Regions from separate parts of the Triticum aestivum genome. Here region 1 is linked to region 2. Evidence: chromatin contacts called from public Hi-C data. All regions are on one chromosome and are shown on one strand. Each heading gives the region's core, a stretch centred on a gene start, on an enhancer-like site or on the middle of the called end of the contact. The rest is flanking DNA. Distances are from core to core; before and after follow the strand shown. Region 1 holds the start of LOC123111894 (endoglucanase 22). Region 2 holds the start of LOC123111890 (lysine-specific demethylase JMJ25).

What was found. Hi-C and Micro-C count contacts between places; a contact is called where the count stands out from the background.
Region 1: a contact with region 2 is called in a Hi-C map of leaf, with 5 times the contacts expected there. The contact joins the promoter of LOC123111894 here to the promoter of LOC123111890 in region 2. A contact is called at or near these places in 2 of 5 Hi-C or Micro-C datasets (both in leaf).

What each region holds. Positions count from the first base shown.
Region 1 is chr5B:366,744,709-366,750,789 of IWGSC CS RefSeq v2.1, reverse strand. It overlaps LOC123111894 (endoglucanase 22), which reads left to right and starts at 2,592. Exons shown (of 4, transcript XM_044532772.1): 1 at 2,592-3,308; 2 at 3,498-3,698; 3 at 3,780-4,034. The coding sequence starts at 2,832.
Region 2 is chr5B:366,328,123-366,334,648 of IWGSC CS RefSeq v2.1, reverse strand. It overlaps LOC123111890 (lysine-specific demethylase JMJ25), which reads right to left and starts at 4,454. Exons shown (of 12, transcript XM_044532767.1): 1 at 3,515-4,454; 2 at 3,324-3,426; 3 at 2,688-3,009; 4 at 2,537-2,600; 5 at 1,734-2,439; 6 at 765-1,094; 7 at 214-525; 8 at 64-136. The coding sequence starts at 4,164.

The DNA.
Region 1 (6,081 bases), core at 1,343-3,842, 420 kb before region 2:
ACTCACGGTCATTAAAGTTGAGTCCGAAGCACACTACGGTCACTGTACTTTAGAATACGCTCGTTACGGTCATCATATACGTTTTACGTTGATTATACGGTCACTGGTTTTTCGTATAGCTGTGTATTTTGATCTGTTGACCGGTCAACTCCGGTCAATGTGGCAATCTGTTGACTGTTGTTTTCTCTCTGCCATACGGGTCCCACATGCCAGTCAAATAGAAGAAATAAATAAAATGAAAATTTTGTGTGCTGGAGAGGAATAGAACCTGAGACCTCGGGATTACGGAAATCGCTCAGAAACCAACTCGACCGACGCTAGCTTGTGTTGCACATACGACTGTCAAGCATATTATAGTCGTACGACGTGTTGTGTCTGTGTTATTTGTTAAATTGTGTTTTTTCGTTTATGCTATATAGCTCTGTGAGTGTATGCGTGTTAGTGTTTTTTGTCTGTGTTTTATTTGTGCCGTGCGGTTGTCAATTATTTTTCCAAAAAAAAAGTTCTTGAATTCGAAATTGCTTGTGAATCTAAAATTTTGTTCCCAAAATAGGAGCAAAATTCAAAACCAGGAACACATGCACACAAATTGTGCACGAATTGCACAAAAATATTTCCAACTTTCAAACAGGAATACATGTGCACGTATTGGACGCGAATTTAAAAATAATAGAAAATGTCAAAAGATATTCCTGAAATTTCAAAAAATATTTAGAATTTTAATATTGAAAAAATAATGAGATAAACAAGAATATAAAAATAAAATCGAACGACAAAATATATAAAAAGAAAAGGCGGTTGAAGAAAAGCGTGAAAACATGAAATGGGTCGGCCCATATCTGGGCGAGCTCGCACATGAGAAATGCGAAATGTATGTGTTCGTTATAATAACAAAGTTGTGGTTCCCTTACATAACGCGCATTGTTGTTAGCTCAGTAGGTTGATGCGCGAGACTTGCCGCCAAGTGATCGCAGGTTTGATTCCCCGTTCTCGCGTTTTGCCCATTATATATTTTATTCTTTCTTCCTCCACTTACAGGCGGGACCTACAAGTCAGAAAAAGAATGCAATGCCGCGGCTGTACTAGATGCCACGTTGACCGGTCAACAGATCAAATACGGTGCTATACGGTGATCCAGTGACTGTATAATCACTGCAGAACGTATATAATGACCGTAACGAGCGTATTCTGAAGTACAGTGATCGTAGCGTGCTTCAGACTCAAATTGAGTGACCATAAATATATTTATCTCCCGGCAAAATTCCGTAGGGTGCCCGCGACTGGTCACAGTGCGCGCTTTGAAAGCGCCCGGGAAAAATGGGAAGCGCGGGGCTCGGCACATAGGCGGCCTCAAGAACGTGCATGCCAAATGCTGTCCAGACCGTGCAAAGGTTCCGCGCCGACGACACGTAACGAGCGGCGCCGGCGGCCGGCCGGCGAACCGAGTCAATTAGGCCGTAAAACCATCACGCGTGTGCCATGGATCCCGTGATTATTGCGCCCAAATCAGGTGTCGCGTGAGTGGGTCGAGACTGGGACGTGCATGGTCACCGGCGACCGGCGGATCGGCGGGCACGTAGTGACATCCCGCAGTTCGCGAGAGCGCCGTCGGCATCGACTGACGCGTCCACGCCGCGCGATGTCACCTTTGGCTCGCTTGCTTGCCAGTTCGATTCCCGCCATGGCTAGTGGATACCGACACGTGCACGTCGTGATTAATAGTGGCTTCTGCTCCATACGCAATTATCTCGTCCGCATCCGCTCGTCGGCGCCCGAGCGGAGCACCCTCGCTCCGTCGGTCGCGCCATGCCATTGCCAGCCAATGCGCACTATTACGACTTCCTCTTTTTCTTACCGGAGCTTCATACGCGTATACCGTAGTCACCACGGTCCTCCGCAGGCACGCACGCACGTCGAGAGCCCAGCTCATCCGATCTGTCCGTGGCCGCGGCAGTCCAGCACGTACGTGTACGCACGCGCCGCGCCGCCCCGCCCATGCCAGGCCGCACTGCCTGTCATGCCCTACCAACGTACTACCGACATTTGTTTATACTCGCCCCAGCCCGGCTGCGCCATTGAATGAAGCCCGGTGGGCGTTGGGTACGCGTGGCCTGCCGGTAACCAGCGTGGAGCGTGGGCTCGGAGCACGCCCTGTGTTCACTCGATGCCTGCCTGCCTGCCTGCCCCTGCACGGCCGGGCAATAATCCCCTCCCCCACTTAGCAAGCCAGTATTAATGTCGCTCACCCACAATCAAGCTGCAGGAGCGGTGATCAGGTCCGTCCAACCACTGACCTCCGATCTCCATCCCCCACCCCCGCCGAGGCCGAGGCCGAGCGCTCTACGCAACGCAGCGCGCGGCCACCGGCGAAGCGTCTCGTCAGTCGGCACCCATTTGGCCGCGCGCGGGGCCGCCGTGGACACGTAAATCGGTGCACCGGTCGCGCGCGTACGTGTCGCGGGGGGGACGCCAACGCCACGGCCACGCCGTGTAGACGGCGGTGGTACGTACTACGTGCGCGGGACCCGCCCGTCATCTCTCGCGCACCTGGAAAGACTTTGACACTGGCCTCCCTTGCTTGCGTGCTTACACGCGCACAATAGCGTCAGTTGCTTACACCCCAGCACGGGATCAGACAGTCAGACACTTTCAAAGATAGAGATAAAAGAGAGATAGAAAGGAAAGAAAGGGTCTCCACTGGAAACCGGGGCAGCAAGCAAACACTCCGGCTAAACACAAGGTCCTTGATCGCGGGCTTTGGGAGGCGAGAGACCGACGCGCTGGTGAGTGGTGACTGCTGCCGTGCGTCGGCGCGCGCGCGCGTGCGTGCCATGAGCCGGGGCCGCGTCCGGCGGGCAGCTGGTAGCCCCGTCGTCGCCACCGCCGCCGCGCTGGTGCTCCTGCAGGCGGCCGTCCTGGCGCTGTCCCTCGGGTGCGATGCCGCCGCGGTGACCGCCGACGCGGAGCCGGATTACCGAGAGGCGCTGTCCAAGAGCCTGCTCTACTTCGAGGCGCAGCGCTCCGGGCGGCTGCCGTACAACCAGCGCGTGAGGTGGCGGGGGCATTCGGGGATCACCGACGGGCTGCAGCAGGGCGTGGACCTGGTGGGCGGGTACTACGACGCCGGCGACCACGTCAAGTTCGGCCTGCCCATGGCCTTCACCGTCACCATGCTCTCCTGGGGCGCCATCGAGTTCGGCGACGAAATCGCCGCCGCCGGCGAGTGGCACCACACGCTGGAGGCCATCAAGTGGGGCACCGACTACTTCATCAAGGCGCACACCGAGCCCTTCGTCTACTGGGCCGAGGTACGCACGCACGTTGCGCATTTTCCTTCTTTTTTTACCGCCACGACCGTCGTCCGTCCGATCGCCCGCGCGACCGCTTCGAGACGACACGGGAAAAGCGGATGCCCAAGGCGACCGCCATTAATTTACTGCTGCGATGCGAATGATGGCCTTGATGGCGGACGATGTCTGACGGGATGGGACCCGCAGGTGGGGGACGGCGACACGGACCACTACTGCTGGCAGCGGCCGGAGGACATGACGACGTCGCGGAAGGCGTACCGCGTGGACAAAGACAACCCCGGCTCCGACCTCGTCGCCGAGACCGCCGCGGCGCTCGCCGCCGCCTCCATCGTCTTCCGCGCCTCCAACCCGCATTACTCCCACATCCTCCTCCACCACGCACAACAGGTACGTGTCTCTACGTGGTAACACATCACCGGTGCGGGACAAGCCACCTGTATCTGATTCTGACTGCGACTGTGCGTGCAGCTGTTCGAGTTCGGGGACAGATACAGGGGCAACTACGACATGAGCATCACGGAGGTGCGGGGCTTCTACGCGTCGGTGAGCGGGTACCGGGACGAGCTGCTGTGGGCGGCCTTCTGGCTGCACCGCGCCACCGGGAAGGAGGAGTTCCTGCGCTACGCCGTCGACAAGGCCGACTGCTTCGGCGGCGTCGGCTGGGCCATGACCGAGTTCAGCTGGGACGTCAAGTATGCCGGCCTCCAGGTCCTCGCCTCCAAGGTACGTCCACACTCAATTTTTTTACTACCTGTTCATTCATCATTTACTATTGGTACTAGAAGAATTCGCTTTCATCAAATTAAGTTGGTGCTGGTGGTTGAGCCGTGCTACCAAGGGCTAGCCTATGACCGTGCATGTTCCCCTCCTCGCTGAAATCAGTACGCCTAGCCACGAACAGTCCTGCGCTGCCAAGTAGGAGTATTCGTAACAGTACCCTTTTTTTTCACTCCCACGACGACAAACACTAGACGGTTGTTTGCTTAAGAAAGGGGAATTAATGTCTCACATGGCTGAAACACTTTCCTGCTCCCCAAAAGAAGCCATGTAGGATCCACACCTCTGTCCCATGCCTAGCTCGAGCAGGCATTAAGCGCGCTCAGATGCAAAAAATCAAACCTGTTTCATACACTCCACCTGCGATCCACCCATCAGACGGTGATGAGTGGACTGAGATCCATCAACAGATACATAGCTCCAACACACGTCGCTGTTCATCATCAACGACTAACAAGTCCACTTGTTAGCTTGGAGTGAGCCAGTCAGTAGATCAGGTTCCCGCAATGATGGTGGCCGGGGATCAGCGAGGGCGCCCTGCGCTCACTCACATGGCCGAGCATCTGGATCGATCCGCTGGGGGACTTTCCCGCCTGAAAGCCGCGGGGTTTTGCTAATTAAGCCGGGGCTTTGCTTTTCCTGTCCACATCGCGCTCGCCCCGCTTTAGGATTATTCGGTTTCCTTTCCGGAAAAACTTGAGCCGTGCTGCCGCTAAACAGAGGAAAAGCCTCTGATCGCACAACTGCTCCCTGACCCGACCCGGTAGGGTTTGAACCAGCCGGCGACCTCTCTACTCTACGTACGCTTAACTAGCAAGGCACGACTTGATCCTTTCTCGGTGGTAGGCGTAGTTTTTACGGAGGAAAAGGGAAGGAAGCTAGCCGTCTCCTTTGTCTCGGATTAGTAGGAAGTGGTGCTTTATCGGAGTCTCGTCAATCCTCGCCCTGTCACCATCAATCTCGTCTCAATTACGAATTATTACGATCGCGTCGACAAGCCGGTGAGGCTGGCTATCCGGCGTCCCCTGGCAGTCTGACCCTGTCCCTGCCACAGCCACACCGCACCAGCGAGGAATCGGACGCCTGGCATGGACGTACGGACGTACGCCTCAGGATCCCGGTGCTGCAAAGCGATCGATGGCCAGGCACATGGCGCCCGATGCGTGCTGAGATCAGTATACGGCCGGCGCTATATCCTCTGGCTGGCCATCTATCTGCTCTGCTGGATTCGATTATGCGTACACCTTTTAATTTGCTGCTGATGATGCGAGGAGCGTGCGCGCCAGACCAGACATATTTTTTTTCTCCCGCCCCCGGTTGCAGAAACCGCCCAAAAACGCAGGAAATTTGGGGCTTTGTTCTCGCTCGCGATACCTGCGGTAGGGCCGTTAATCCACACGCATACCGCCAGCTAACTAACTAACTTGGTCAAGGCCAAAACTGACGCGCGGGAAAAGACACGGGCGACCGATGGCGCTGCATGTATTCTGCAGGGAACCCGGCAAAACGCTGGTGGTGTCACTCGCTCCCTCGTAGACCTCCACGCCACGCGTTACGGAGGAGAGAACTAGACAAGAAATCGCCTTTCGCTCTATTTTCCGTGCAAGCCATCTGGAGGACTCGTCGACGGTGTCGTCGCATCGTTTGCATGCGGAGCAAGAAATCACCTCACTCTCTTCTGTCTCTGGCCGTGCACTTCACACTTGGTGGCCTCGTGCGGCCCCACCATGCTCCTAGAATTCCACATGGATGTCCTGGTCCACAGAGGGATGAGTGGGATGGGTGACCTGGCCTGGTCTCGAGCGCACTGTCGTGAGGGTATAGTAGGTAATGGAAGCGGCGTTGTCTCATAGCGAGTTCTTCATCAGCCCTGGTCTTCACGGCGCAGTAGCTTTCTTACTGTAGCTTTTTCTTTCTTCTTCTACCGGACGAGCTTGCACCACAAAAATCTCCTTTTATGGGAAGTTTTCCATCAACGTTTTTGTTTGAAAAA
Region 2 (6,526 bases), core at 3,205-5,704:
CACTGCAACCATTTGCAGTAAAGAATTGGCAAAGTGTTACAAAAGCAGACAAACAGAACTCACCATGCTCCTCTTTAAGTCTCCTTTTATGTTCCTCGGTTAGATAGAATGTTTCATCATGTAGAGGGTTAAATGTCTGCAATTAAACATGGTGAAAGATGTTAAACATGATAGCAGCAAATAGAAGGTTGTTCATATCACACAATTACCAACCTTTTCAACTGGAGAACAATATATATGGCGAAATTCCTTGGAATGTTTACGAAGGTATGTTTCCAGTTTTGGAACATCCTCCCTCCTGAAAATATCCCATAAAGCACCTCCATCATCGTCCTTGCTGTAGTTAGGAGAGGATGTATGGTTTGAATCCAGACAGTTTTTATGACATGCATCACTTCCATCAATTGCAAAACTCACACAACAGTCCTTTTCATCTTGTACCTCATGTCTTGCTTTCAAGTTTTTTATTGCATTTTCTTGTCCTTCAGAGGGGGCAACTTTTGCAGTATGCATCAAAACGTTAACCTAACAATATCAAAGTTAACATAGAATAATTAAAGAGAAGCAAATCTCAGCAAGACTAGCACGAATCATGGTTCTACTATTGGTCCCATGAAATTGAATGTTCTACATTACAAGAAAATTAAGTTCTTTGAGGTAAGCAAGTGTGAAAATTTTCCTTTCATATACACACAAGAGACAGGAATTTGCTTCCAAGGTATTTGTGCTTGTCAATTGCTAAGGGAGTACAGCTATTTACTTACTGCATCAGATATATCACAATGAAGCTTCGTAACAGAATCTCCTCTGCCAAGTTCCTGCGCATAGCCATAAGCTATGTATGACTTTGGGCCCATGTCAATCTTTAGAATGTCATCAGGAAGCAATGCGGAGACACTTAGCAAGCCAGATTTCAAATTTGTGTATGGTTGAAAGGGTAAAGAATTGATGTATTCCACTCCATGCGAAGGTAAAAGCTCTTCAAAATGATTTGAAGTAGGCCAGTCCTTCAATTTAAGCATTTCGGGCCATTCATTTTGATACACCCGACCATAATAGTATCCATTGAAGAAATCCTGTGTGCGTATCTCGACCTGAATTATTTAAACACAAAAGGTGAATTTCCTTTCTGGGTAATGAGAAATGAAGAACATATGACTACACTGATCAAGTCCGCATGAAACAGATTAATCCAACTCACTCATCCATCCCAACAGAAATTTGTCTGAATATATGTTCTCTTGGAACCTTGCACTTAAATTAAATTACATATTTCAGACAACTGTGATGAGTTATTCCTGAAATAACCAAAGAAAAGTGTACTTCAAGACAGTAAACACTTTCCAGCTAATGAGCTCATGGGACTGAACAAATTTTTTGGGTGACGGTGAACGAATTAATCGACACCAGGACCTTTTCGACATTCAGGATGCTAATGATTATATTAAAACTGATGGATAGGTATAGAATGCTCATAATAATTATAGAAATTTGGTAAATGTGTAACACAATCAGCTACCAGATACCTTTGGAAAAAAAATTAGATCTTGACAACAAAGTGTTTTTTTACACCTTAATATCTTATGTATTTGGAATCAGTTGACAAACAAATACTCCCTCCATATCAAAATATAAGTGTCAAAAAGCGTCTTATATTTTGATACCGAGGGAGTACACTATAAAGGTATTCAAGAAATAAAAACATTCCTAGATATGGAATATTTTTCACTAACCTCACAACAAGATAAACAATCAATACACTTCACATTTTTCATATCAGGGGTAGTACTAGCACCATGTACTTCAGACCACATATGTGGTGGCTCCCAGCTCAAATGTGGCATTTTCTGTAGTACCCCTTGTACAATAACAGGTTCTCCTTTAACCCAGTGACTCTGGAAGTGAGTTAGATCGTCTCCTTTCTCATTATCTGATTTTGGACAGTATAGGCAGTTATCTGTTGAATTATCTCTGGTAGCAGCATGCCTTGCATTTTCATGTTTAGTACAGCATGGGCATTCATGTGTATATCCGCTGACAATATCAGAAGGTTCTAGCTGCTTACTCAACTGTAGAGCATCCCTTTCGAGCTTATTTAACCAATCTTTTGGAAACATCTGTCTCAACTTAAGGGCATGATCACCACAACCACCAAGTTCAGGTGGGGGGCAATTAATAGTCCGATCAGTATTAGCACACCACTTGGTAGTCTTAGGCTGGCAACTGGACAAGTTTGTTTGCACGCAGTTCATCAACTCAGGCGATGGATCACCACCATGCATATAGTCAATTCCTCTATTAGGATAAGACACCAGCTCTTCCCGACAAGAGCCCTCTAGATTATTTTCACGAAGCTCCTTACAGCACGCAATGCATAATTCATATGAGCAGTTTGGACAGCTTCTATGCAGATCAAAGATCGAAGTTCTGCAATTGTCACTGGATGAAATAGAAATGAAATCATAACTACAAAGTATAAAATAACAACAGGAAGTGGGGAAAAAATCCAAAGTTGAATGAATGGAGCACTCAGTACCAGAACATCCTCTCATCATTCCAGCAGTCAGCCTGTTCAACACTCAGTTCAGACAATTCCAATCCTGTTTGGCAGAAAACAGGGTAAGTAACAATTAGTTGCAAGGCACCACTCTATTTAGTTTCTACATGTTCTGCAGAATCTAGTTTACCTTGAATTTCGGCCTCTATTTTTCTCTCAACCATCTGATCCCTGTTCAGGTCACTCAAACAAGGCACCAGATAGTGCAACAGATATCTAGCATGTTTTACTTTAGTTTCCCGAGCAATCTCATCAGGTCTTGCATCCAACGTATCTACCTTGTCTAATATGACAGATGTGCTATTAATCTCATTGGATCTTAGGAAGGAGTTGTCATTTGCTTCAGTCTGTGCCACCTCATTACGAGCCCTGGTTGACTTTACACCTGAGGTGTTAGCCTTCTTTCTCTTCGTTACTGATCTACTGCCGTTGCGTTTCCTCGAAACTGAACTCTACAGGTGGAAAAAATGCATATTTTTAGACCTACACATATGGCGTCGATTTTTTTGTTACAACTGTTATGGTTTCACAAAACTGTAAGTACGTCAAACACTGCAAACACTCGATAACTAGATTTCCATGTCACAATATAACAACCATTTGTACTACAAGTCACAGCATTGTCAGTTTGTCGCAACGGAGAACAGTTATTTTAAAACAAGAAATCTTATGAATGTAACCTAGAAATCTCTAGTGCTGATATCATGCTGAACTGCTGATGCGTTTGCACTATCGGAAATAACTCAGCAAGCCACAAGATCATCACCTTGGGTTCACCCTGCTCCTTGGCAGTGCACCGTTTACAATTGCAGATTCCACGGCAGGACGGGCACCCGGCTCTAACCTCGGCCAACGACAACGCCGGGTACCTGCAAACCCACAGGCCTCACTGGTAACTCGGATGTTCATTCGTGCTAATAACCGAACATTACAAGCGGGGTGAGAAGAGAGATGTACATATCCTCGATGCAGTGGCCGCAGTAGATCTTCTCGCGGCATCGCTTACACTTGGTCATCTGCTGCTTCATCGCCCCCTTGCATTGGTGGCACGACCTCCTCCCCTTGGTGCGGCCCGCGGCGCTGGTGCTCGGCGTCGCCTCCTCTGCTGCGGGCGCAGCCGTTTCCGCGGGCACGGCGACGGGGCGGCCCCTCTTGGCCCCGTTTCCGCTGCGCCGCCTCTTGGGCACGGCGCTCCACGACGGGGACCCGGAGTCGGACGACGCCGGCGAGGCGCGGAGCGTGGCGACGCGCCGCCGCTTGGGCACGGCGCTCGACGACGGGGACCCGGAGTCGGACGACGCCGGCGAGACGCGGCGGAGCGTGGCGACGCGCCGCCGCTTGGGCACGGCGCTCGACGACGGGGACCCGGAGTCGGACGACGCCGGCGAGACGCAGAGCGTGGCGACGCGCCGCGTCTTGCGCGGCCGCGACGAGCGCGGCCCCTTCCTCTTCGTCCCCCTCCTCTCCATCTCGACCCCCCAGTCCTCGTCCGCCCCCTCCTCCTCCACGAGCGGCGCGTCCTCGTCCTCGCGCTCGTCCTCCTCATCCTCGAAGACGTACTGCCAGCCCACGGGCCCCCCGGCCCGACGGCAACCAATCGCCCCCATGGCCGCCGCCGCCGACGACGCCGCGCGAACCCACGGCCGATCAGGGCGAGCAACCCAGATTCGGGGATTCGATTTTGCTTCCAATCCGATCTCCCGGATTTAATAGCTACCTCTATCCGTCGGGCGCAATCTGGCCGGGGCGGGCAGGGCCGCAGCCCGCAGGTGTTTTCGTCGGAGGGGAGTGAGGGGCGGAGGGAGTAGCGACCACGTGGAACGCGCGTACGGGGCGGCCCGATACGAGGCTCGCTCCTCCCTGCTGCGGCCGCTGCTGGTTTTTGATTCGGTTTCCGGTGGGTTGGTCGCATCTCGTGACTGACGGGTGGGCTGGTTGGATTTACTAGCTGCGAAAGGTTTTCTTGTGTGGGGAATGTACGGTAAATGTTGTACTGTCGTTTATTACCTGCTGTATATTTTTGTGTGCATAAAAACGTAATTACAGGTGCGAAACGAAGGTTCGTTCGCTACGGAATGGGCCTGAGTGACGTTGACGGGCGTGACAGGTCGTGCCAAGTCGTGACTTGTGAGGCGTGCCGCACAACTTTCGAGCGGTAGAAAGGTCCAACGGATCTTTTTTGTACAGAGTATAGGCCGGCCAGGCCCCGTATTGTTACAGCTAAGACCTTGACACGTTTTCTGCTTTTGACGGAAGTACCAGGTTACAGCAGCGTCCAAAGCATTGTGCCCGGATGACCAGACATGTTCGCAATCAGGGAACGATTCCTGTTTGGCTCAGAGCATCTTCAACGGGAACCACAAAAATGCTCTCCCATCCGTCCGCGGACAGAGGGACCGCTTCACGAACACGGATGCGGAACGACACCATACAACCGTGGTGGCATATATTTTGAACCGCATTTTAACTAACCGGATGAAATTGATGAAAAGCGGTTGATATTCATCAATGTTCGGATAGAAATAGCACAAATCATTCATACATATCATGCACATCAAGTCTAGTACAACAATGTCCCTAATTCGACTAGATCCCGGATGTCCGGCAAGTTTTTCATCAACGGATCATGTCGTTCCACACTCCCCCTTCGACTTCATCCAACAGTATGCGCACGTAAATGGCCGTCTCTCTATCACGTGGTACACCACGGCGGCGTGTGCGGGCTACATATAATGTGTAGACCGATATTGAGTGTATGAATCAATCAACAAGTTGAGCAAGAGAGAGTAAAACTTACCATCTCCTCCATGTCCGCGTGCAATGGCCACCAAATTGCAAAACGTGATGGCGCCGACCTGGATAGCGCGCCAGCGATACAACAACAACCTCACGTTGCGTCGTTGAATGATGTACGTGTCGTAGGGCGCAATGTGCTTTCATGCGTGAAACTTTACATGCACTTGCTCCCAGAAGGGCTCCCTTCTGCTCCTGCCTATGAAATCCGCGGATATGGCCAGCCACGCATCGCACAACTCATCCTCCATGGTCGAGTAGCTCATCAACCTTCGTACTCTAAAAAATGACAGAGCATCTGAAAAATAAGCTCAATGGCATTTGACCGGACACCTGTTGGGCGTGGTGTCCTCCATGGAGGTCGTTGACAGGGACGGAGCATACCTGGGTACAAATGGCTCTAGGGTGGGAAGCTCCGTCGGAACGGCGAGTGGGGCGCATCGGTGTTGCTTGCGGACGTTCGGGCAATGCCTCTGTGGCGGCTGGAGATGAACAGCGGCAGCGGCGGAGGTGGAGGGTACCGATGCAAAGCAAGAGGGGAGGGACAGAGTGGAAGGAAATGGGACCGAAAGGGGGATTAGGTGGGCCGGGGGTGTCGGAGTCCTACGTTTCGGGTGTCCGGACTCCCGCAAACCTCCCACACTTTTGTCTCCAATACGCGGGAGAAAAGGCGTCCGAACCGCACCGCGGACCGATACAGGCCGGCATTGGATGGTGGCTTCCGCGGTCCGGACAACGCGGTCTGGACGGTTACGGGAGGTTTGTTGGTCCGCCTTGGTGATGCCCTTAAGGCTTGTCTTTTGTTTTTGCTTAAGGCTTGTCATAGTGGGGCGTAACTTAGACTACTGTCATGCATACGGCAGTAGTCTAGTCTATGTTACTACTGCCTTCGTGCCGGTGTATTACGTGCATTACAAAAATCAAATAATCCCAGAATGTTTAGACATGGTACATTAACTCTTACCCCGTTTCTTGTTTTTTACATGAATAAAGAATCAACCAATAAGAGACGTGGGGCGTGCATGCTTTTAATGACTTGAGACTACCGGGCACGGCATACAATGGTCAGTTCATTGCATGCAATGATACTGATTAATAAATAAACATTAAGGTCTCTCATTTTTTTCCTGTGTCTTGGTCGTGATGCACAACCTAAGAGCATGGTTAATAGTACAA